Linked DNA regions of Mus musculus: all the other regions are linked to region 3. A link is a contact called in public Hi-C and HiChIP or PLAC-seq data. All regions are on one chromosome and are shown on one strand. Each heading gives the region's core, a stretch centred on a gene start, on an enhancer-like site or on the middle of the called end of the contact. The rest is flanking DNA. Distances are from core to core; before and after follow the strand shown. Region 1 has its middle 20 kb from the start of Depdc1b. Region 2 holds the start of Gm41053 (a long non-coding RNA gene). Region 3 holds the start of Ndufaf2 (NADH:ubiquinone oxidoreductase complex assembly factor 2). Region 4 has its middle 11 kb from the start of Gm41054.

What was found. Hi-C and Micro-C count contacts between places; a contact is called where the count stands out from the background. HiChIP or PLAC-seq counts read pairs in DNA pulled down with a chosen protein or histone mark.
Region 1: an H3K4me3 HiChIP or PLAC-seq map of embryonic stem cells shows a contact between it and region 3, with 7 times the contacts expected there. The contact joins the enhancer-like site here to the promoter of Ndufaf2 in region 3. A contact is called at or near these places in 5 of 39 promoter capture datasets (the HPC-7 cell line, HPC-7-derived erythroid cells, embryonic stem cells and 1 more), 1 of 15 datasets of contacts at CTCF or cohesin (large pre-B cells), 2 of 484 Hi-C or Micro-C datasets (the HPC-7 cell line and nephron progenitors), 7 of 115 datasets of contacts at active chromatin or transcription factors (CD8 T cells, the HPC-7 cell line, the SCID.adh cell line and 2 more) and 1 of 9 other capture datasets (liver).
Region 2: an H3K4me3 HiChIP or PLAC-seq map of embryonic stem cells shows a contact between it and region 3, with 11 read pairs. The contact joins the enhancer-like site here to the promoter of Ndufaf2 in region 3.
Region 4: a Hi-C map of cerebral cortex shows a contact between it and region 3, with 2.2 times the contacts expected there. The contact joins the enhancer-like site here to the promoter of Ndufaf2 in region 3. A contact is called at or near these places in 4 of 484 Hi-C or Micro-C datasets (cerebral cortex and embryonic stem cells), 1 of 115 datasets of contacts at active chromatin or transcription factors (embryonic stem cells) and 1 of 9 other capture datasets (pancreatic islet).

What each region holds. Positions count from the first base shown.
Region 1 is chr13:108,293,035-108,299,062 of GRCm38.p6, reverse strand. No RefSeq gene overlaps it. Among named protein-coding and RNA genes, the nearest start is that of Depdc1b, 20 kb to the left of the region's middle. Within about 2 kb of position 1,617, at least 227 of the 459 cell types and tissues checked have an H3K27ac peak or open chromatin away from gene starts, as enhancers often do. A contact at or near this core is called in CD8 T cells, the HPC-7 cell line, the SCID.adh cell line and 3 more, where this site is marked.
Region 2 is chr13:107,918,139-107,924,013 of GRCm38.p6, reverse strand. It overlaps Gm41053 (a long non-coding RNA gene), which reads right to left and starts at 603. Exons shown (of 3, transcript XR_873936.1): 1 at 407-603. Within about 2 kb of position 4,278, at least 24 of the 459 cell types and tissues checked have an H3K27ac peak or open chromatin away from gene starts, as enhancers often do. A contact at or near this core is called in embryonic stem cells, where this site is marked.
Region 3 is chr13:108,157,059-108,163,705 of GRCm38.p6, reverse strand. It overlaps Ndufaf2 (NADH:ubiquinone oxidoreductase complex assembly factor 2), which reads left to right and starts at 5,081. Exons shown (of 4, transcript NM_001127346.1): 1 at 5,081-5,263. The coding sequence starts at 5,137. Ercc8 (excision repaiross-complementing rodent repair deficiency, complementation group 8) reads right to left here and starts at 4,968. Exons shown (of 12, transcript NM_028042.4): 1 at 4,836-4,968; 2 at 2,976-3,071. The coding sequence starts at 4,912.
Region 4 is chr13:107,967,578-107,973,688 of GRCm38.p6, reverse strand. No RefSeq gene overlaps it. Among named protein-coding and RNA genes, the nearest start is that of Gm41054, 11 kb to the left of the region's middle. Within about 2 kb of position 3,643, at least 37 of the 459 cell types and tissues checked have an H3K27ac peak or open chromatin away from gene starts, as enhancers often do. A contact at or near this core is called in cerebral cortex, where this site is marked.

The DNA of each region.
Region 1 (6,028 bases), core at 368-2,867, 140 kb before region 3:
GATATACACACATTTTATATATACACACACACATTTTACACAATATACATCACATACATACACACCCACTGCAGACACACACATGCATCACATGCATTTTATACACACACACATAAATAAATAACAAACAGTTCCAGGGCTATCTAGCTCAGTGGTAGAGCACTTGAGCACTATGCATTCAAGATCCATGGTTTGGGTTTATTTCGCTAAGCAATGTTTGTTTTTTTGGTTTTTTTTGGTTTTTTTTTCTGTAACTCAGGCTGCCCCAAATTCACAACCTCCTGTATTAGCCTCCTGAATGCTAGGAATTGTAGGAGTGAGTTTGTGCTACCTGGCCCAGCCTAAACATCCATATTTGGTGTGAGGTTAACTGAAGCTGTTCTTAAACTTCAGTGATGGAATTAGGGGGCCTAGATGACCAAACCCAACAAGATCTCTTCTTAACTTAAAAGTAAAAAAAAAAAAAAAAAGGTCTCAAAAATTATGAAATAGGCAAGAAACAGCCCCCCCCCCTTCCAGTGGTCAGGGTGGGGAGCCTACAGAGCTTAACACACCTCAGAGGATTGTTCTGTGCCCTTGCCACTGAATGTCACCAGCACACTCACATGTGCCTGGGGCTAGCCACAGAGCCCGTGCACGAGGGGGTGGGTGGGTCGGATGTTCAGCAGGACACACAGACTTTCTCTTTAGACTGCTTATCTTGATGGGGGAGATAAACGTGAGTTGGGTGATTATATATATTTAAATCAATATGGCGTAGAAGCTCTGAAAAGTAGGCTCTTTGACTTTCTGGGAACATATCAGGAATTGGTTCTAAGTAGTAGGGACATAGCATCCTTAAGAATTTGAACTGAGATAAAATAATCTAAAATATTGGTAGGGATTTCTCAGGCCAAGGGATGGGGTTTGTGGCACTGGGGGTGGGGGGTGGGGCAGCCTGAGAGGGTGATATGGAGAGGTAGTCTGGTGACCAGGGCCATACAGAGGCACAGAGAGAAACTTACAACAGCTGAGAATCCAGAGATCAAACCGGACAATAACCATGACTGTGAAGCTGGGCAGATGCTGTCTCTGTGGGGTCTTGAGGGCAGCCCTCCCCCACTCCTACCCCAGCAAAGCCGAAAGCCATTACAGGGCTTACACAGAGATGCATAATTAAGTTTGTGTTTTACCATTAAATTGGCTAATGGAGCATACTGGCTGGAGCAAGGAGGAATGCTAGCTCTCCAGACAGAAGGCTCTGCTGGCAGCACAGGATGCTGGCAAATACATTCTAGGGCGGGGCCTGTGAAACATCACTGTCACTTCCTGCCACTGAACAAGCACACACCCTTTCTGTGGCTTCCTAAAGATTTCTACAAGCATTAAGGAGTCTAACTAAACTCTAACCTAAGCGCTCTATCCTAACCCGCCCCCCTCCGCATCCCCCCTTTTTATGCCTTCTAGGGAAATGCCACGATGAGGTTGAGTTTGACCCTGTGAGTTTGGGAACACAAACATACCGGAGTCTGCAAACATCAAAAGCTTCCTAAGTGGAGCGGAGATGCATGGGGGAGGGAGAGGAAATGCGGAGAAGCATTTGACTCTTTGGAGGGGAGGAGGGATGGGAGAGAGGAGGACAACTTCTCTGCACAGGCTTGGTATCACTCTCCCTCGTCCGGAAGTCCTTTTGCCCTGTAAGATACAGCCCTGGAAAGAGTCTGAAATAAGGAGCAGCTCTAAGTGGGGAAAGATCGAGAGCTTCGGGGAGATGGTGCAAGCGCTGGTGAGGGAGGGATGGGGAATTTTAGCCTTGATAGCTAGCTGAAAGACAGTTTTTTGTTTTTTAAGGAAGATAATGCTGAGTATTGCTTAAAACCGTTTTTGTTTGTTTCTTTATTGGTTGTTTGGTTGTTTTTTTTGTTTTTGTTTTTGTTTTTGTTTTTTTTCAAGACAGTTTCTCTGGGTAGCCCAGCCGGTCCTGGAACTTGCTCTGTAGACCAGGCTAGCCTCGAACTCAGAGATCCACTTGCTTCTGCCTCCTGAAATGTGGGATTAAAGGCAGGATTGAATGTGGGATTCAGGAGCTGGCCCCACTCCTCATCTGGGCAAAGCAGGATCGAGCGCTGGCCCCTGGAACCCAGGCCCAGGATTGCTGGCTGGCAACTTCTACCCAGGCCCAGATCCAAGGCTCTGAGTTGTCCCACCCCAACATCTTCTTCATCTATGAACTGTTGGAGCATGCTCAAAAGGCTGATTCAATAGAACCAAAGCTTTAGGATCACCATGACACAGGATAACAACAGGATATCCTAGAGGAGTCCCCATGAAGATCCAATATTGAGAGGATAGCACAAGCCAGAGGCCTTGAACCAGACCAATGACTCACTGCAGTGAACCTTTGCAAGTAAAAATGTGTGGACGAAAGGGTACACTGTGGGACACACTGTAGCTTCCATGGCGAGATGGTTTTTATTTTTATTTTTTGTTTTCTTTTGAGGGAAGCTGAAGTGGTGGAAGGCAGATGCGAAGGGGCAGGAAGATGAGTGGAATTGGGGTGCATGATGTGAAATTATGCAGAATCAATAAAAAGTTATTTTAAGCAGATATAGAGCCAGGTATACGTGATCAATAGTCCCAGCACGTGCGAGACTGAGACAGGGAGGTTTACAATTTGGAGCTACCCAGGACAACATAGTGAGGCTCTGTCTAAATGAATAAATAGCCAGTGTGCTTAGGCATGCCCCCACAGTCTCTCAAGTTCATTCTCTCCTGTATGTAGTGAATTTGAGGCCAGTATAGGTTGCATGAAACATTGTTTCGATGACAGTATAGGTTGCATGAAACATTGTTTCGATGACAACAACAACAATAAAAGTACATACAAAGCTGTACACACTACTCCAGAGAGACAGGAGAATGACTTGAGCCCAAGAGTTCAAGACCAACCTGGTCAACATAACAAGACTTTATCTCAACATAACCAGAAAAATAAGTGTGTTAGTTTGAATATGCTTAGCACAGAGCGCGCTGTATTAGGAGGTGTGGCCTTGTTGAAGAAAGTAGGTTACTATGAGGATGGTCAATGAGACCCTCCTACTAACCACGTGAGAGCCAGTCTTCTCCTAGTGGCCTTCAGATGAAGCTGTAGAACTCTCAGCTCCTCCTGCACCATGCCTGCCTGGATGCTGCCATGTTCCCTCCTTAATGATAATGGATTGAACCTCTGAACCTGTAAGATAGCCCCAATTAAATGTTGTTCTTATGAGAGTTGCCTTGGTCATGGTGTCTGTTCACAGCAGTCAAACCCTAACTAAGACAATAAGTAAACACAAACAAACATGCAATCAGGTAAAAGCATATACAATTCTTGAGCTATGAAATAAAATGTTTCAATAATAGAGCAGAGGGGACTAGTCTGGTAGTCAGGAAGGGGCTGAAAAATAAATAAATTTTTAAAAAGAATAAAAATCCAACACATTTCCAAGTGCCTTCATTCTAAGGCAGGTGTAGAGTGATTTAACAACAGAAAACAAAGCCCTTGGTTAATGCCTGGTTACTTCAGGTTATTGTGTTATTTTTTGTTTCTTAGGAAGGTCTGGCAAAGCAACCAGGCCTGGCCTCAAATGTTCTCTCCTGCCTCTACTCCCCAAGCTGTAGGGCCACAATATTTCACCAGCACAAGGAAGCTACCACTTTTATGTAGGATTCGGATCAAGGGAACTTCATGCCAATGGAAACTGGACTGGAGGGGATAGTTAGCTCTCTTTCTAGTCATGATCTCTCTGGGAAGATAAATAGCTCGATTTGGGTTTTGGGGGTGGAGTTGTAGCAAGAGTGAGTCCATTTTGAATTGGGGTGATCCCTAGTGGGCAAAGTACTTACTTGCTATGAAAGCCTAAGGAATCTGACCCCCCAACACCATGTAAAAGCTGGGCACTGGGATGTGTCCCTGAAGTCCTTGCACACACACATACACATACACACACCGCACATATACATATAAATACATGTGGATATATATATATATATATATATATATATATATATATATACATACATATGCATACACATAAACATACACACAGATACTGTGATGGTTTGAAGAGGCTTGGCCCATGAAGTGGCATTATTAGAAGGGTTGGTCTTGTTGGAGTAGGTGTGACCTTGTTAGAGGAAATGTGTCATTGTAGGCATGGGCTTTAAGACTCTCATCCTAGCTTCCTGGAAGCCAGTCTTCTCTTGTTTGCCTTCAGAACAAGATGTAGAACTCTCAGATCTTCCTACATCACTCCTGCCTGGTCACTGCCATGCTCCTGCCTTGATGATAATGAACTGAATCTCTTAACCTCTAAACCAGCCCCAACTAAATGTTGTCGTTTAAGAGTTGCCTTGGTCATGGTGTCTGTTCACAACAATAAAACCCTAAGACACATACACATAAATGAACATACCCACATACATATGCAAACACATAAATACATGCATATTCATACACACAGATGCACATACACACAAACATATATGCATACACATAAACATACATGCATATTGTACATACACACATACACATATGCATGCATACATGCACCGTGGCTGTACTTTGATTTCTAGCCTGGTCTCTTGGGGTCAAATGCAAGAACTTAGGATCCAAAACAATGGCCTCTTGTGAGTTTTACTTAATTAAAACCTGCTCCAAATTCTCCCATCCCTTAGCCATCACCAGTTATTGTTCTATTTACTCTGCAATTCCCTCAGATACGGATTATACAACATTTGTCTATTTGTGATTGGTTTATTTTATTGACTATGATGACCTCAGAATTCATCCCTATTGTGACATTATCAGAATTGTTCTTTTTGAAGGCTGAACAATATTGCATTGGTTTTACAATTTACTTACTCATCCACCTGTCAATGAGTCATTTTGGCTCTTCCTACTTTTTGTGAACAATGCTTCAGTGAACATGGCACGCAAATGTCTTTCAAGACCTGATTTTGAGGGAGTATGTAGCCCCAAGTGGAGTTGCTAGGCCATGTGAAGTTTTACTTTTGTTTAGTACCTCAGCATCTGTTGTTTTACTGGCTCATAACAACACAAGAGGTTCAGCTTCTAATAACCTGAGTTTGATCTCCAAGATTCGCATGGTAGAAACAGAAAACTCCCAGAAATTTTCCTTTGGCCTCCACACATGTGCTATAGCACAAGCATAGCACCACACATGTATACATACATACATACACACACACACAAACACATATACATACATACATACAAGCACACATACATATACATACACAAATATACATACATATACACATACATACATACTTACACACATACACACATATACATACATACATAGGAGATTGGTGTGGTGCTACTGTATTCAAATGCTGAGTTCTGTACTCCAAGATATCATTACCCCCACCACCCTATGGGGAGATCTTCAGGGAGGAGGGGATCCTATCATCTATCAGCTTTTGTTGTATAAATCTTGCCACCTAAGTTATCCGATTGGTTAATACCCGCAGCCTGGGCTGGGCAGAAGAAAGGGGCAGAGAAAGGTTCATGGGCCTGGGGGGTTGAGGAGGGACCCTGAGGAGAGGAAGAAGGAGAAGGTTACCATAGGATAGCATGGGTCGTGAGCACATAGCCATGAGAGCTGGCCTGCTGGAACAGAAGCAGCCCAAGTGGAACATAAGGCAAGTAATGTCTCAGGATTTTTGACGGGGGAGTAGACAGAATAGAATAGAGGGCTGATGTCTACCCAGCTCTAGTGCTTTTAATGTGGAAACTATATGGTCTAGGTGGGGTAGAACCCCCATACACACAAATAATATTTACCACAACATAAATAAGTAAATATTAAATAGGTAGATATATATGCCTTTTTAAAAGTTAAAAGGAAGCTTATTTTTAAAAAAGGAAAAGGAAAGATTAAAAGGTGACAACTGTCTGGAGATGTATCTCAGTTGGCAGAGAACTTGCCTGGCATGCACAAAGCCCAGAGTTAGTCCCCAGCATCACACATATCCAGGCATGGAG
Region 2 (5,875 bases), core at 3,029-5,528, 240 kb after region 3:
AAGTATTGACAGGCTTTTGGAGAATAATGAAAGGCTCAAATGTTTGGCTTGGTTTCTCTCTTTGGGTAGAGTCAGTCTTTTCTTCCTCTTTGTATCCTTTAGCTTTTGGGTGGAGGCCCAGAGAGCTCCGCAAGGGGTAGTGTGTGTTTAAGAAACTCAGCTAAGGAAACAAACTGATTGCAAAGAGCTCTGAACTCCGAGCTCTGGGAAAATGCTGAACATTGTAATTGGCCTAACGCTGCTGCTCCCGTGAGAGATGCCATCTCCCTTGGCCTCCAAAGTCCTGGCGGGGATTGTAACTTTTCGCATCCAGCTGATGACAGATAGCTATTCAGCACTTCAACAGTTAGGTGCAACCCTCAGTATATTCCCTCAAGCCTTTCAAGTACTCTTTGCATAGGCTCACCATGTTGTCCTTGGAGACGAAAAGCCAAGCAGGATGACACCAGCAGAACAGGACTGCTGGCTTGAGGTTTCATCTAAAACGATGGCCTCTTGGACAGGGCTGAAGCGGCCCTCCCTGAGCCAGGCTGTGGGTCAATGTTGACTCAGGAAAGCATGCCACTGATGAGCCACGGGCATGCCAGAGAACTGCGCAGTTCATGCCAACGAGTAACCTCATACGATAATCAAGCACGAGCCAATCTGTGGACGCTTTGCGTAACAGCATATTTGGATTTGGGGCTTAGCTTTCAGGGTTTTAAGTTTCACATTTGCCTGAGCATACTCCCAGCCTCCTGGGGCCCCTCCTGGGTGCCCTGTCTCTGCTTGCAAACGGAGAGAGCAGTTCTTCTAAGAGCAAGGACTTGGCTCTCCTCTGCAGGTAACACAGAGCTCAGCCAGGGTTCAGCTGTCTCTCTTTTGGCTGAGCCTCTTTCCGGCCTGCGCTACTTCTGCACACAACCTGATTCTTGCTGATGGGTCAGCAGTGTGGCCTTTTGTAATTCTTAATAGACAGCCTTGGCATTGTCATAACCTTGGATCCACCTTAACATTGAGATTTGTTGACTGGCATCTGCTAATATAACAAATTCTGTGTAGTCACCGCTCTAGTAACTGGCAAAGCATTACTGAACCAGCAAGCATGTGGTCTGCCAACAGCTCCCGAAAGGACAAAGAGGCTTACACATATTAAGGTCCCTGACTCCTCCACTGTGCTGATCTGCGTGGTGGTGATACCAGCCGTTCTCCTTCGAATAATGACTGCGGAACGACTGCCATGGTCTGGGTTCTCTTTGAGTTTGAGGTCAAAGACCTAGGTGGTTCACTCACCCATCCTGTCTGTACTGTCTCCCAGGTTGTGGGTGTTTGTATACTCAAGACGACAATAAACATGAGAGTTCAAACAGCAATAATTTTAGCAACAATGGCAAGCTAATGACTATTGAAGAGTCTTCCAGTGGAAGAACCATTTACTTGTATTCAAACCCTAAGTAAAAAGAAACTGTTCCCTTAAGGTAGGGCCCAGTGCTGAGCAGGGACTCTGCTCTTCCCCCAGGGACATAAGGTTGAAGACACAGACTGCTCAGGAGCACTAAAGCATCACTCAGCAATATTCATACTGGAGGGCCATATTTTTTTCAAAATAAAGAATAAACTACTTGCACCCTGTAAATTCAGGAGTAAAGTACACTTTTTTTTTCCACAGCATTTTATTGGTAGTTTTAATCTTCCAAAAACCTCAACAAGTTGACCCTACACCCTCCGTGTACAAAGACAAACTGCCGTCTTTGGTGGTAATAGAGAAATCAGAAGCATGGAAACTCTGCACTGCTCATTCTGGAGATCGGTCACCCCCAAGCCTCCAGCTGAATTTTAGAATTTTACATGATCTTTTACATGATAAAGACCATCGAAAGGGTTTGAAGACACACTGTCTGTTAACAAATCCTTCAAACTTGTTATCACCAGGAAGCTTGCCACGCTTGGCAAAGGGGTCAGCGTTTGCTCTCTGGTACTCCTTACCACGGCAAAGAGTCCTTCCCAGCACCCAGGAGAACATGGCAGCAGGGATCAATCAGTTCAGTTCAGCTCCAGAACACTGGCTGCTCAGCTTGGCCACCCCTGCCTCCCTTACACAAGGAACTCCAGCGGCAGCTGGGTCTGGGCATGTCTTTCATTGCAGCAGATCCCTATGGGTTTGAGACTGCCTTAAAGCAAGCTCCAGGACAACTCCAGGGCTATTACACCACCACCACCACCACCACCACCACCACCACCACCACCGTGAAATCCTGTTTACAAAACAAAACCACAAAGAGGGTGTAAGTGCCCAGGTCACCTCCCAGTCCTGGTTCTTCGTTTGCCTTGGGGACTTCTGTGAGGGTTCCTCAAGCAATCTCATTTCCAGCATCATAACCTTCCATTTAACCCTACACACATGCACTGCACTCTTACCAGAACCCGGTGATCTGCTGTGCATCTGCTGCTCGCTTCTGGATCCTTTGTGAGGATTGGGAAAACACCTTAGGTCTAGAAAGCCAGACTGTTTCACATGTTTCCTAGTGTACGCAGTCATAGACTCTGTCTTCCAGAGAGCATCAGGATGAACGTTTTCAACTCATCCTTGACTTATTCACAGACACACCAAGCAGCACACGCACACACAGAGCAGCACCTCATACCAAGACGGCCATGCTCTCTAAGGGTATGAACAGTGATGGAGTGGTTGCTTTGATCAACCTCTGGCTAGTCGATCGTATGGGAGAAAGCACCTGAGAGGCTGTATTACAACAGACCAGTGGTTCTCAACCTTCCTAAAGATGCCAGCCTTTAATCCAGTTCCTCTTGTTGTGGTGACCCTCCCAACCATAACATTGTTTTTGTTGCTACTTCATAACTATAATTTTACTGCTGTTGTGAATTGTAATGTAAATAAATATCTGATAGGATTCCCTGTGAAAGGGCTGTTTGACCCCAGGGGATCTGACCCGAGGGTTAAGAACCCCAGCAGTAGAACACTTGCTGGTTATCTTAAAATCCTGGATCACCTCGGTGATTTTCAGGCGTTGCTCACAGCAGCATGTTGCTGCCACTTCTTGACCGTTCTCTGTAGGGAAACTCACACATGTGGCTGGAATTTTGCTTCTTCCTTCTGCAGTGTCTCTCTGATCCCCAGATCTAAGATTTCTTTACTTGGTTAAGGTGAGTCTCTCCACAAGGGAGAATGAAAATCCTGGTCAAATAGGAAAAGGGATGAGGGAAAGTGAGTTTCATTAGTTAATTGTCAATTATTCTTCTCTTGAGTTGGCTGCCTTCTGTCTGAGCGACATTGAGGACATCTGTACTGCCATATTCCATCTACAGTGGGGAGGGTGATAGGGTTAGTCCCAGGAAGCTGAGGCCAGTAATAAGGTTATCACTGGTTATGAGTCCAGAGCACTGTTTGGCACAGTTAATGTTCTCTTAATGAATCCTCTCTTCTTCTTCTTCTTCTTCTTCTTCTTCTTCTCCTTCTCCTTCTCCTTCTCCTTCTCCTTCTCCTTCTCCTTCTCCTTCTCCTTCTCCTTCTCCTTCTCCTTCTCCTTCTCCTCCTCCTCCTCCTTCTTCGTTAATGTGTGTGGGTTTTGCCTTCGTGGTTTGTGCACCACATACATCCCTAGTGCCCAGGGAAGCCAGACAAGGGCATCAGATCCCCTGGAAATGAAGTTATCCATGGTTGTCAAATGCCATGTGGGTGCTGGGAATCGAACCAAGGTCCTCTGGAAGAATGAACACTGCTCTTCACCACTGAGCCATCTCTGTAGTCCCCACACCACTTCTTATTTATAGTCTTGTCACAGAGAGGAAGTCTTCCTATCTACATCACATTACCTTACAAAGAAGGTTGTGGTGTGAATGGGGATAACTGAAAGTTCCCCCCTCTGCTGCTATTATTATTATTATTATTATTTCCTTCCTCCTAGGCTCACTATCTATCTCCCTCTATCTCCCCCAAGCCACAGAACAGTTGTCACTTTACTGCTCTCTGGGGGCATTTGCATTTAAACAAGGATCGATCATGAACTAAAGTGTCTCTTTTTAAATAAAAAACATTTCTATAGGTAGGTGTAGAAGGGTGTTTTCTAGACCCCTGAAATCACACCCCATATCTGATTACTTCCTCCAACTATCAGTGACTCAGTCAAGCAGGGAGTCACTTGAACTGTCACAAACTGAGGTCCTGTTGTCACAGATCTTGCAATCTAAAAGAGAAGTCGGTTAGAACAACAGGGACAGAGGCAAATAGGGAAAGTCCAGCAATTCCTCTGCCCCAGGCACTAGGAGGAAGGTGTGGCACATACTTAAGCAGAACATGGCCTGATCTTTGTGAGCAGGTACTTAGTAGTTTAATGGAAGCCACAGAACACACCAGATGGCGGTAAGAAATGTGTGTGAAAAGAAGACCAAAGGCACCCTGAGGTGGTTAGAGAACAGGGGCCTTGCACTGGGACTTGAAAACCTTGGTTTTGAAAGGGCTAGGTGTCTTCGACCTACAGGTTTGGGTATGCGCATGGGAAAACAACAGGGACCAGCCCTTTCTGGCTGGGTGATGACCCCAAAGCCAAAGCAAAGGAAACTTCATTGGAAAGAAATAGGAGCCTGAGAATCAGGAACTTATTAGCATCCACTTGACACCATCTTTACACTTTCCTTGAACTTTTCCTTTCCGCATCAGACACCTCGATTCCTGGGTGGTCGGCCATGCTCCTTCCTGCCGAGTCCTAGCTGCTTTACTCTTGATGGAGGGCTGGAGCTATTGGATCTTATTTCAAAAGGAGAGGAGGAAATTGAAACCAGAAAGGCGTCCTGATAGACTTTTAAGAGTTGCTCTCTCTATCTGTGTGTACATCTCTGTCTGTCTCTCTGCTTCTGTCTTGGTCTCAAAGTGGTGGTGGTGGTGGTGGTGGTGGTGGTGGTGGTGATGGTGGTGGTGGTGGTGATGATGATGGTGGTGGTGGGAGCAGTAGCAATACTTCTTTCCCCTAACAGGTATTTCTAGCTGGGTGCTTGTTTATTGGTAGTGGTGGTGATGATGATGATTAATGGTAAAGATAGTGATGGTATTTGTGTATACACATGTGCGCACATGTATTCACCATTCAAAATGGAAGTCTTTTCATAATTCAATGTAGTTATGCAAACACAGCCCAGTGATGTTAACAAATAGAATCCAGATACAAATAACAGACTCAAATGTATAACATGGAAAAACTTGCCAGCGCTAAAGGGAACTCTTCTCACCACCCTATTACATCACAAGGATTCCTTCCATTTGGAAATAAACACTAGGAGAGGGCAGCGGGATCGGCACTATTGAGACATTTCAGGTGGTCTTCAACGACAGCTGTAATAGAACTGCTGGGTTGCAGGAAGACTGCCTTGGTAACAAGTGAAGTAATTTCACAGTATTGTGAAATGAGACATGAATCCCTCACAAACGTTAGGCACCTCCGGTCTCAGGAATGTGCACAACGGGTAGACATTAATTACAGCAGAAAATGATTCCACATGGAAGCCAATGAGTCTGTGACTCATAGCTGGGTGCTCCCAAGAGAACTTGGTTCTTCACAGCCTGTTGAATTGGGTGTCAATGAAGATGATGATTTTCGCGATGCTCCCTGGGGCACTGGGTGTTAACTCCTAGGCATAGACGTGCAGGCAGCTGTTGAGTGAGGTGTGGTGGGGAATCTAGAATGGCAGCGAGGCTGCTACTCTTGGTGGAATATGAAGTTCCAGTTGAGTCAAAGAAAACACGTAATGTGGTTAGCTCACAGGAAGTCTTCAGACCTTGAAGGCGTCCTCCCTTGCTGTCGTTTCCCAGAATGCTATTGCCTTGCGAAGGGCTAATCAAGAAACTGAAGAAGTCTTCACTTGTGTAGTGGACTTGATTTTT
Region 3 (6,647 bases), core at 3,832-6,331:
ACAGATGTATGTGTAGGTAAACAGATTTTTTTTTTTTTGTTAGTTTTGGAATAGAGCATTGACACATTTTTCAGATGACCTGACTGGCATGATGTCACTGTCTCATAGCTCTTACATCTTATATCCTATTTTTACATGTTTTCCCTATTCTTTCAGAAGGGAGTCTGGATTTAGCATAATAATTAAACTTTTATCTTCAGAAAAAATATTCCAAGTTATATTTTCTTTCATTTTGATAAGAAACCTAAAACATGAAAGTTTTGATCTACTCATGTACACACTGTTACTGGGTTGCCCTTTCCCTTTGTGTGAACTGCCCCACACTGCTTAAGCTGGAGTCTACTTTTCAGTATGGGGCTCTGTTCTTCACAGAGCTTTGGCCTATTAGTTCCTAGGGGCCATTATAGGGGCTGGGCTGGCTCCTTGCAGTCTCAGGCTGGCCATGAAATCAGTCACCTGTAACTGGTGTGGGATGGACATGCTGTAATCAGATGGCTATTTGGAGGTATCGGCCAGATCAGCGGCTCCATCAGTTTTGCTCACTCCCCTTCTTCCACGTGTACATGCTGACAGCACACAGACCTTGCAGTCATCGAGATTTGTCTCCCCTTACTCAGGGTTTGGGATTTGTGCAGACACTTCATGACCTGGTGACCTTCCAGGGGTCAGCCTCTTGCCATCATCTCCTGAGAGCTGGGACAACAGGTGTGTGTGACCATCTCACCAACGGAACTGCATGCTCACACCTGCTGGATTTTTGTTTCTCTACCAGTACTAACAATGTATTATCAACGTAAAGCAAATGATTACTTCTAGAGTGGTTGTTTTTTTAACTGGATTTAATTGGTATTTACAATAATGCAATTTTTAAATTAAAATAACTGCCAAAAGTTTCCTTTTGAGTTTATTTACTACATAAAAATTAATTATTATTGAAATTAAATGAATTTCTATTTAGTACCAAACATTAATATTATTTAACAATGTGGTTGCTATTCTGCTAATTGTGACCATATTAAATAGGTAGGGTATTAATTTGATTTAGAAAAGAAAACTAACAAAAGATGAATAAATCAAAAGAACTCAAAAGATACAGAAATTTTAATCTTCATAAGGGTATGCAAATGTTTTCTATGTAACGGAACCTGTTAAAATGCAGTTTATGGATAGTCTTCTTAAAATAACACCTATCTTAGAACTGAGTCTGGTCTACTAGATCTCTGTGTTCTGGTTTTGGTAATGGTTTTTAGAGTTTCTGCTATAGTGTTCATGGTAGACGATAAATACTAATAGACTTTTTGTTTGTTTGTTTTGTTTTTTCGAGACAGGGTTTCTCTGTGTAGCCCTGGCTGTCCTGGAACTCACTCTGTGTAGCCTCAAACTCAGAAATCCGTCTGCCTCTGCCTCCCAAGAGCTGGGATTAAAGGCGTGTGCCAGCACGCCGGGCTACTAATATACTTCTAAACAACTTACACATACACTGATTTTTCTTAAGCAAAAGAAAATACTTGGTTTTCAATTTGACATATATTTTCACTTTATTTCTTCTTGTTACTAAATGTGATTACACATAGTATATCTTAGCAAACAAAGAAATACATAGTTGTAGCTTTTACCATGTATTAAAGGGAAAGCTACTGTGCTAAGTGTCTCAGACTTTAATTCGATGCAGCACAAAAGCATCTTCATCCTACATTCTTCACACAGACACACACTGTAACCCAGGGCACATAATCGCTAGGCCAGTGCCTGGCTGCTTCACTACTGTACTTTTCCCACTTACACCAATGACAAATCAGCTGTTCTCTGTTCCTTGGATCTGCATATATTTATCAATGAGTGTCCCTTGACCGCCTTTGAACAGGAAATATGTTAAGCTTTGGAAAGATATGGCAAAGAACAGAATTATTGTGCGCCACCTTTTAACTGTAACCATGTGCTAAAGGGAGAACTGTTTGGGCACACGTTTCTGGTAGACTATTATGGCAGAGGGGGAAGGTAGAGAGTGCAAGTCTGCCAAACCCACATGGCTAATTTTAATGTAAATGACAACAGTTTACCAGGAATCAAAAGCCAGGGCAACTGGTAACTAGATCAAAACAGGAGAAGCTACTTCCCATATGTTATTGTAATACATAATCTAATTATAAACAACATAAGGCTTGATTTTGTTTTATTTCTTTGTAGTCCTGGGGCTTGAATCCAGGGTCTTGGACCTGCTAGGTGAGGGTTTATCTGTGAACCACACCCTCAGCTCACAGGAAGGACTCTGAGCCTACACTCCTTAACAGCCTTGAGTTCTCCTCCAATTCTGCTCTAGACTGAACCCAGATCTTGTGCATGCAGATCATACTGTTGCCACAGAGCTGCACCCTCCACCCCAAAACCTTCCCGAATGAATATCGTGGTGTGCCGATGCGTGGTGTGCCGTGACGGGGAACACATTCAGCTATAGGGTCGGCAGTAGGGTGGAACAAACATGCTTTCACTACAGTTTCTCCAATTCTTAAGCAGGATCATTCCTATAGAACAGCTGAGACAAACTGAAATCTGAAAGGTTAGGTAAACTGCACAAGGTCACTGCTGGTAAATGAGAAACTCAGTGATCGTCTGCTTCACGCCCAGTGCCAAGCACACTTCTACTTTTTACATGTCACTTCCCATTCGTCCCTGAAAGTAACAATTAGAGGTTAGAAGACCACTTAAATGCATCCCACACTTAAAAGCCTTCGGCATCAACATAAATCCCTGGCTTATTGATTTAACATGAACATATTAATGCCACATTTGGAATATCGATCTGATAACATTTTGCGTATTTGATTTTCGATTTCAAATGAATAGATGCTTTTCCAACAAACGCTACAATTTACAACTTAAAAAAAAAGTATTTGTAAGAGCTTTCTTGTAATCAGTCTGAAAAGGCAAGATTTTTCTGCACCTCACTTAGAAGGAAACGTGAAGCCGTAACTTACTATCTTCCTTCAACGGGCTCAATGTCGAGGGTGTTAACCCCACTGCCATGGATTCTTTCCACATCCCTGTCTTTGTTTAACTCCAGCCCCAGGACCCTTCAAAAAGGAAAAAGGAAAAAAGATAAAGCAACGATAAGAAAAACATTTAGTATCAATTCCTTATTTCCCCAAGATTACCACAAATTCTGCAAGGCTTTAGCTTCTTACTACATCTAAAGATATTCAGACTTATTAATGTAGGCCTCTAAACAAGTTTTAAACTGAAACACTACTTTAAATTTCATTTAAGCCTCCCTAGTGCTGTGATCCATTAACACAGTTCCTCGGATTGTAGTGACCCCAACCATAAAATTATTTTTGCTGCTGCTTCATAACTGAAACTGTGTTTCTGTTATGATTCATAATATAAATATCTGATATGTAGGATATACGTAACCCCTGTGAAAGGGTAGAGACACACAGGTCGAAAACTGCTGATTTAAAGCTTTTAAGTCCTTAAAAAGTTATCTATGGATAAACAAGCTTTCAGGGAAAGTTAAAAATTCCAATAAACTTGGCTGATGACACCTAGTGGATAAAAGTTTGAATTGCACAATTTAAAGATTCTCTTAGATGTCTAAGACTGTAGAAATACAAACTATTATCAATGCCACAGTTAAAATGAAGTGAAGCGGAGGAGGGTTAGCGGTACCAAAGCGCAGCAAAGCTTTAGGGCGCAAGTGTTAAACTTCTTGATACGGTGATGGTCTTAAAAACATGTCAGCACTCAGCATGTTTTACGCAACCATGAAAATTTCATTTTTCTTTCTGTAGGGGTGCGGTGGAGTGGCATATGTCATTATGCAGCTCAGTTTGACCTGGAACTTGCTTCGGTAGCCCAGGCTGGGCCAGAAATCTTCCTCCATCTGCTTCTAGGAACCTGGGGTCACAGGCTTGTGTCACCAATGTTCAGCGTGTTCAATATCCAGTTTATGTGAATTACAGCTCCAGGTTGTAAACATCCTTTAAAAGATGTTGCCTGAGAGCGCCAAATGTAATGTTTACTATGCTTTTGTCACTAGCAGATGACAGGGAAGGACATCTTCTCTGAATAAATTAGGACTTTCCAGTTCAGTTACAAAAATAAATGAGAATTAAAGAATAACCTCATTACTTTAACAAAACAATAATCTTCACTGAAGCGTGAATATATATATATAATTTCAGTGTAATTTAACTAAATACTAGACCCCGTCAACATTGTTCAAATTTCAGTTACTAAGAAACACCATAAAGCTCAAAGCTCCAAAGCTATTTCATCTACAAGCCACTATATAAATAGCACGTGGTTGGGGACTTATTTACATGCCTTCTTTTCGAAATCCGTACGATTGATTTCTGTACACCTGTTACTCGGTTTACAAACACAGTCAAAGCATGCAGGTTCGTCTGTGCCTCAGAGATAAACCCACATGAAATTCTACAAAAATAAAGGCATTGGTCAACAGAACCAAAGCGCACCAAAGAAATAAGAAGCAGTCATGTTGGCAGTGAGGGTCCAGTGGAAGGCCGTGGGGTGAGCTGGCCGTGAGGATGTTCACAGTCCTGCCATTGGAGAGCCTGCCATCAGGTCTCTCCTGGAGTGACAGTTATCTAACTCGGCTCCCTGGTTACTTCCAACTACATCCTTCATGTACACAGCAAGCTACAATTACTGTGACCTGGGTTTTTCCTTCACACTCTCCCCTACACGCACACGTGGGTCTTCCTCCTCCGGCTCCTGCCGACTTCATCTTCAGCCCAGTCGGTCCTGCGACCCGATCTCCCTGCTCCAGACTCTCCCTTGGCACCGGAAGAGGAAAAGACACGCGCGTGACTCACCTCCGTGTGGACTGCGCTCTACGCAAGCGAAGAGGGTCCTCCAAACCCGACTGTCGAGCGGACAAAAAGCTCAACATCTCGGGTCCACACACCGGCTGGAGGCCTGGGCGCTGCCATGACAGACCGGGGAACTGGGGGATGCAACAACACGGGCTCTCATTGGCCAATCAGCGATGTGGCCTGACCAACGGAGAGCGGCGTTACTGGGGGGCTCGGAAAACGCCGGGCAGTGGGCGGAGCTTAGCGTGGGCGTGTCCTCCGGTGGCGGGTTGAAGCCTCAGACCTTGAGTTCGGCGCAGGCATGAGCTGGTGGTCCGGTGTGTGGCGCTCTGTTTGGAGCGCCTTGTCCAGGGAGGTGAGGGAGCACGTGGGCACGGACCATCTGGGGAACAAATACTACTACGTCGCCGAGTACAAGAACTGGAGAGGTGAGAGCGAGGAGAGGATACCGGTCGATGGATGCGCGTCCCGGGCGGGTGGCGGCCGCCGTACTTGGGGGCCGGGCCTCGGGTGCCCTGGTCCCTGTCCCGGGTCCCAGGACTTGGCGGTTGCCTTGGGCGACGAAGTTTGGACCCGGTCCTGCCAGAGGTTCTGGGGAGCATCGGGAAAGGCCTTGCGCCAGTGCCTTGCCTTGGTCTTCAGATCCGGGTTGTCCGCAGAGTTTGCGGTTCTTGGTGTCGCAGTGTCTGGCGCGCTCTCCCTGTCTGTCGCCGTCCTTGTCAACCCAGAACTTTCCGAATACACTGATCCGTTCTAATGTCCAGGTCGATTTCAGAAATGTGTGTCTAACTAAAACTGTTTTCAAGAACTGGAACGGTTTAGTTAAGAGGTGTTCTTTTATAGCCAGGCTTTAATCCCAGCACTCCGAAGGCAGAGGCGGATAGATCTCTGAGTTCGAGGTCGGCCTGGTCTATAGAGTGAGTTCAAGGACAGCCAGGGCTACACCTAGACCCGTCCCCCCGGGGGGGGGGGGGGGCGTTCCTTGTATGTGTGTGTGTTTGTGACTGTGTGTCTCTGACTCTCTCTGTCCCCACCTCCCCGCCCCCCTCCTCCCCCGTCCCCCTTGCAGCAGGCCACACAATGTCTTTTACTTTTCTCTATTGCTCCAGTATAGAAAGTCGCAGAGAAAGAAGTTGGGTCAGAGTTTAAGCGCTGACTGAGGCAGCTTAGGCACAAGTCCATTTTTCTCACTTAGGTGGTCTTACATGAAAGAGATAATAGTAGTGTCTGTCGCTACTGGGACGGTTGAAGACTGGTCCAACAACTGTGTTTCATTAATTTCTCACAATATTAACTATGTTAAACATTTATAAAAATGTTTTTCTTATCTTTAAAAAAGATTTATTAATTGTGTGTGTATTGCCTGCAGGTGTGTAGTTGTGTATCTGGTGTCAAAGCTGTTGGAACTGGAGTTGATGGTTGTTTAGCCACCATGTGAGTGCTGGGATTTGAACCTGGGTCTTCTATAAGAGCAGCAAGTGCTCTTAACCTCTGAGCCATCTCTCTAGTACCCACTTAACCCTTTTCTAAAACTTACTACCTTGAACTTTTTTGCCCACTGAGCATTTAAATATGCTGCCTCTGCTGCCTGTACCCAGATATCCACTGATCTGGGTTTCTGATGCTACAAATTGGTCTTCGTTTCCTACAGGTTTTAAACGTGAATATTTGTATATATGTCTTTATAGATTTCTTTCTGGGTCCTGTATTTAGGATCATTATTTTGAAGTTCATCTTTATGTGCATCAAAATTTTTACCTTGTTGCTAATGTTCTATCGTGTGGAATGCAGTATATATAGTTTTCTTACCTG
Region 4 (6,111 bases), core at 2,394-4,893, 190 kb after region 3:
GGCTTCACTCTCCACTTTAGTTCCTGCCTCTACCATCCTGCCTTCGTGTCCCTCGATGATGCTCTGTAAGTTGTAAGCCAAATAAACCTCTTCCTTCTCATCAAATTGTGTTTGGTTATGGACCTTACTACAGGAAGAGAAACTTAACTAGGATACTACTCCTGGACAAAATGGCAAGTTCCTTGTCTCCTAGGTTCTTTCTTAAAAAGAGGAGAAAGATATCGGGATATATGTATTAGTTCGCATCAGTACACAAGACATTAGCCACACTCATACCCACAGTCATAAATAGGTAGATGAGGACCGACTTCTTGACACAAAGACTTTTCTGTTGTTCTATTTTCTATTGTTCTAATATCACGCCATGTAAATGCAGCCACCTAGCCATAGAAGGCTATTTAAAATAGTTCCCAGGATTTGTCTCCTTCAACTCAGATCTTTACATAAGAGGTCCAGGCTAGGGTTGAATGGATGGGAACAGAGTTGCAGAAACTGAGTCAAAACTGGAAGAAGCCGAACTCCAATCCACGTCTGGCTCCTCCAGTCATCGACGGAGAAAAAAGAGATCTCTAGAAATGGCCTGTCTGAGTTCCTTACCACCTCCATTTTCCATGGCCCATGTCAGATAAATGTTCTTAGAACATTTCAATAAATAAGGCACAGTTAGACCTCTTGTAGATTTTTCCTTTGGGAAATATTTGGTCACCTCCTTAAAGAATCACCTGTGTGCTAAGAAGCCCGAAGTAGAGGCTGCAGCGGTGGATCAATGGACGCTCTTGCAGGGACCCTGAGTTCAGTTCTCAGCACTGAACCACTGGTCACTCCAGTTCCAAGGGGTCTCACACCCTCTTCTGACATCTCCGACCTCTACAGACACCAGACACACTTAGTGAAATGCAGGAAACCACATATATGCATAAAATACATCTTTAAACTGCTTTATAAAAGAAAGAAAACAGGGTAAATCTGAGGACCCTGGAAAACTGTGCATGTCTGTGCGTGTGTACACGGAGGCCAGGGGACAAGGTACAGAAGGACTGGATATTTTCCAGTGTAAACAGTACAAGTGTCACTTTTTAAAAGCAGCTTTTCTAGTGAAGCATTGCTGACTGTATTTAGAAGTTGATAGTATAATTCGGGCTCCTCTGGGCATTGTGGGTAAACTATGATTTTCTTGGTTGAAATGCCTCCTCCCCACCCCAGAATAGTAGAAAGACTGAATAATTTAATATTGGACACTTTCCCTTTGGGGGAATAATTTAAGCACTACCACATGTCTTCTTATTTTGTTCTTGTCTCTCAGGAATGGTTGGGCATTGACAATGTAGAAACAAAACAAACACATAGAGACACACTTGAGGTGTGTGTGTGTGTGTGTGTGTGTGTGTGTGTGTGTGTGTGTGTGTTTAAAATCACTCCAGTGATTCCCCAGTCACTGGGCCATGGTAATTATCCAGGAAGGTGTTTGAAGACATGCTCCATTGAAAGAGTGATAACAACCTTCAGAAACTGCTTAATCCCCAGGAACGAAAACCAGTCTGATGGCGGCTGCACATGATGGAAACAAATAATCACTGAAATTAGAGCCACGCACGGAAGAGCGCCCGAGGGGTGCTTGCCAGCAGCTGGCAGTGTCAGGAGAGCTGGGGTCCAGGCAGCGGGCCCTGCCCCAAGGCACTCATGGAGAGTTGATGTCTTTCTCTGGGTTGCATGGCCCACAGCCCCACATCACAAGAGCCTGGATCCTTGGCTCCTGGGAGCCTGGAAATTGGAGTCTCTTGTTTTTATTTATTTGTTTATTTATTTATTTATTTTCCAGTTCTTTTACCTTTTCCCTGCACGGAGGAGAGATGCAGCTGACTTTATTTACATCAAACAGCTGTGGAGGTTAAAGTTAACTCCAATGTCGAGCCTTATAATTTACTTGAAAAGTGCACTGACTCTTTAAGCACCCTTACTTCCTAAGTACGCAGCAAGGCACACTATTCAGGGAGCCTCTTGTCGCAGAAAGCTGAATAAATTATATACATTATGAAGACATTTAGCTCGGAGATACTAAGAAAAAACATGGCCCCACACACACTGTCTGATATCCTCTCAAGTCAAGATGGGATGCTGAGGACTAAGATGTGACACCTATGACACCCTGTGACCTGGAGGCTGGTTCCTCTGTGTTCTCTGAGAGATGCTTGCTCTGGAGGAGGCTTGGTCAGCGCCTAAGAAGCCTGACCAGAGGGAATCATTTAGGAGCGTCTACTGGTCCTCACCCAGTTACCCCTTCCAGCCACCACAATCCCACCGGCCCCCCTTCAGAGCCCAACTTGGATGGCCCAAAGACCCATTTGAACCTTCAGGTGGTGGCAATCTTCCTCCACAACTACCACCATCTATGTGAAGACCCATGTGACTACGCAGCAGCCAAGTCCTTCCTGAATTCTTGCCCACAAAAGCATTTTAAAATATCAAAATGGTTGTTTTGGTTTCCTTCATTACGTTTTGGGATAATCTGCTACCTAATAGCATCAGCAGGCAAGAGTGTTCTCTCCTCTGACCTCCAAATCATTCCACGGGTTTACTTTCACTTTGGGGCCTAAAGACCACTGTTGTTGTTTCCTTGGCTTTGTCTCTTCAGAGTCCATATACAATTTTACCTCTCAGGCCATCACATGTCTGCTTTGCTTTCTACATCGCTGATGTAGAAAGAGCTGAGAAAACTGCCTCAGAGGGAGACTGAGGCCTGCCCAAGGTCACGTGACGAAGCTGAAGTAAACCCAGGTCTTCCCAAGCCAGGTTTCCTCCTCCTTTTTCCCACGTAATTATTTTCATTTCCCACTGACCTCATTTAAAAAAAAAAAATAGATGGATCGAGCCTTTTCTACCCCAAAAGCTGTAAACTCAGGACTTGACAAACCAGCAGAAGCCCCCAGCTGCAGCACCTCTAGGGGTGCCCAGAATATGCCTAGTGGCTGCCTTCTTCTCTTAAGGGGTGTTGAGGGAGGACAGCAAACAGGGAGGTGCCAGAGGACCTACTCCCTGTCTTGTTCCCCCCAAGGCTCGCATTCTGAAGGCAGCGTGCTAATTATGGTCAGAGCACAGGCTGGGATTCCGGAACACGCTGGGAAAATGCCAAGCTTGCCTCTCACGCTCCTGTGGTGGACACCTCTGAGAGAGAGAGAGAGAGAGAGAGAGAGAGAGAGAGAGAGAGAGAGAGAGACCTAAAGTATTTTTAAATGACATATTGCATATTTTGGAAGGGGACTCAGAAAAGATGAGTGATTGGAAGAAAAGATTTGAAGTCTGTGTTAGGACCGGGGCTGGCTAAGTGTTGGGAGAGTGTATCTGCATGCTTCATCTGCCACTCAACGGCTAGGCAGGCTGTCATTAATACATTCTCCACCGCCCACTGCCCCAGAGTTGCCTCATTTTTTCCCCCCTAAGCCCTACAGCACTGTCATTTCATGAGTCTGGCAAGGGAATTAGAGCCAATGAATAAGAAGACCACCTCCCCCACCTCCTGGTGAGGCTTCCCATTCCGTTCAGCTCTCTTGCCAACAATCAAGCAGTCTCCCTCCTCCATCCCCACCTCCTCCCACTCTCCTACACCGGAGAGGAAAGGATAATTGTGCGTCTTTCACATGAGGTGTGGTTTGGTTCGATATGTACTGTTGGTTCTGCAGATAGGCTGGTAGGAGGCTGTCTATTCATGTTATGCCATATGCCACTCTGCTGGCTGGCACGAGGGAGGAAGCCTGAAAAGCAAAGACGAGAAATGGATATGCCTCCTGCTTTTGAAGCACAGACTTTGATAATAATAATCATAAGGCAAGAATTTTAGAGAACAAAAATCACATAATTGCAGCTGTGTTAATCCTTCACCGGTTTCCTTGTGCTGTGTCCAATTTGCCTCTCAAAAAGACCCAGTGACAAATTAAATGGCCTCCCCAGACTCATAAAGCTATGCCCAACTGGATATTCCCCTATATGTATTGTATATATTCTGGAAAATTCTGTTGTAAATTGATTTTTTTTTCCAAATCTAGTTATAGTTCAAATATTGTCAAGGTGCTCTTGATTTAAATCAGTACCATTTTGTAAAGCAAATAATAATTTTGTAATGTAAATAATTGCTCCCTTGTTTGTTTTGCGAGTTTGGGATTTTGTGATTATATTTTTTTCTAATAACAAGCTATCCCTATAGTTAAGAGTAAGAAAATAGCAATGATAATTATCATTAATGATGTTGATAATATAAAGTTATAAAAATATAAGATAAAAATGTAGGAATTTAAAAAGGAACCTTTCTCTGGAGTGGGTGGGACTATGTGCCCATCCCACAGTTAAACTGTATGACACCATAGGTTAAACACACAGGAGGGAGGCGATTTTCTCTGAGATAGTCCACCATCGGGTCACTGTTTGACCAGAATACTGAATTTGATTGTGTAAAGAAAGCTATGTATGCACATATGTATACATGCATATATATGCATATGTAGCATTGTCTAACAAGAACTAGATAGGAACATAAGAGCCTGTGAGTAGAGAAGCCATTCAGATACACATTATTTCGTGTCATGAAATATTAGGCGGCTGTGAGGAAGGACAGAGCAGTACCTGAAGAGTTGCAGTGAGGTGCAGTGTTTGTCTGTCTGTCTGTCTGTCTGTCTGTCGCATAGTCAGCACTTGGAGGTTCTTGTTTGTGAGTGTGGAGTGAGCATATTCACCAGTTGGGTTCACCAGTAGTATGAATGGTGAATACTATCCCTATGGGGATATCCAAAATGCTCTCCCTTTGGGGTTTGCTGGGAGCTGTTGATAGGCTTGGGTGCCATAATGGTCACACTCACAGCAGACTAAGCAGCTCTGCCCAACACTATATGAACTTGAATCGTTCACAAAAGACTCCAGTTGTTTTTATGTACTTAAATTCAAAAGACAGGTTTTTTAAAATTGTATATCATTTAGTGAAGAAATACTAAAGTTTCCTTTTTCTAAGATTTTTTTTTCCTACTAGGAACATCACTCACTGGGTTATATTGCTACTACTTTGCTGTTGCTGCTGCTGCTGCTGCTGCTGGTGCTTGGGATCAAATTTTCATGTCTCTGCCATGATGTGTGATGGACAGGTGCTCCACTACTGAGCTGTAGTCTCTGCCCGACTCTGCATTGCTTGTTGAAGGGGAAATATGTCTCCGTCTCTTCCAGATGAAGTTCCAAGTAAGACCATAGTCTCTCTTTTAAGGTTGTGTGGTGGGTTTTCTGTATTTAAGAATATAAAGTGTTGACCATGTTACTGGGCTGCCTTGGGGGGTATGGTTCCTTCTTCTCAACATTTACTTCATTAAAATAAGAATGACTTGTCATCTCAAATGAAATGGAACTGTTGTTTATGCAGGGGAATGAGAAGAGAGGGAGTGGGACCGAGTGTGGATGCCCAAGGGTGAGTGGAGGCTTCTTGAGTCACCCTGAGCTGCTTGCTATTTAAGAAGCAGTCAGGATGACTCACTGTGATTACTGTGGTAATTTGAATATGCTTTGTCCAGGGAGTGACACTGTTTGGAGGTGTGACCTTGTTGGAGTAGGTATGGCCTTGGAGGCAGAGTGCCACTGTGGGCACGGGTTGTAATACCCTCATCCTAGCTGCCTGGAAGCAAGGCTTCTCCTAGTGGCCTTCAGATGAAGATGTAGAACTCTTAACTCTTCCTGCACCATGCTTGCCTGGATGCTGCCATGTTCCCACCTTGATGATAATGGACTGAACCTTTGAATCTGTAAACCAGCTCCAAGTAAATGTTGTCCTTGTAAGAGTTGCCTTGGTCATGGTTCACAGCAGTAAAACCCTAAGATAGTTACCAACTTGGAAGTTTTTCTATCTAAAGCATGGAATAGTGGGGTTAGGAATACTCACCAGTAATCCCACCACCCCAGGCTGTGGTCATGGGGTCTGTTGCCTTCCAGAACTCTTTGTTTTCAAGTTAGTGTCCTTTTAAATATGAAATACAGCAAACATACAAAACAATACAAAAACAGGACTCCTATTTTCTTCAGGATGGCAAATCACACAGTCTAACCACCCTCCAATGAAAACAATGGAAAATTCTGAATACAATA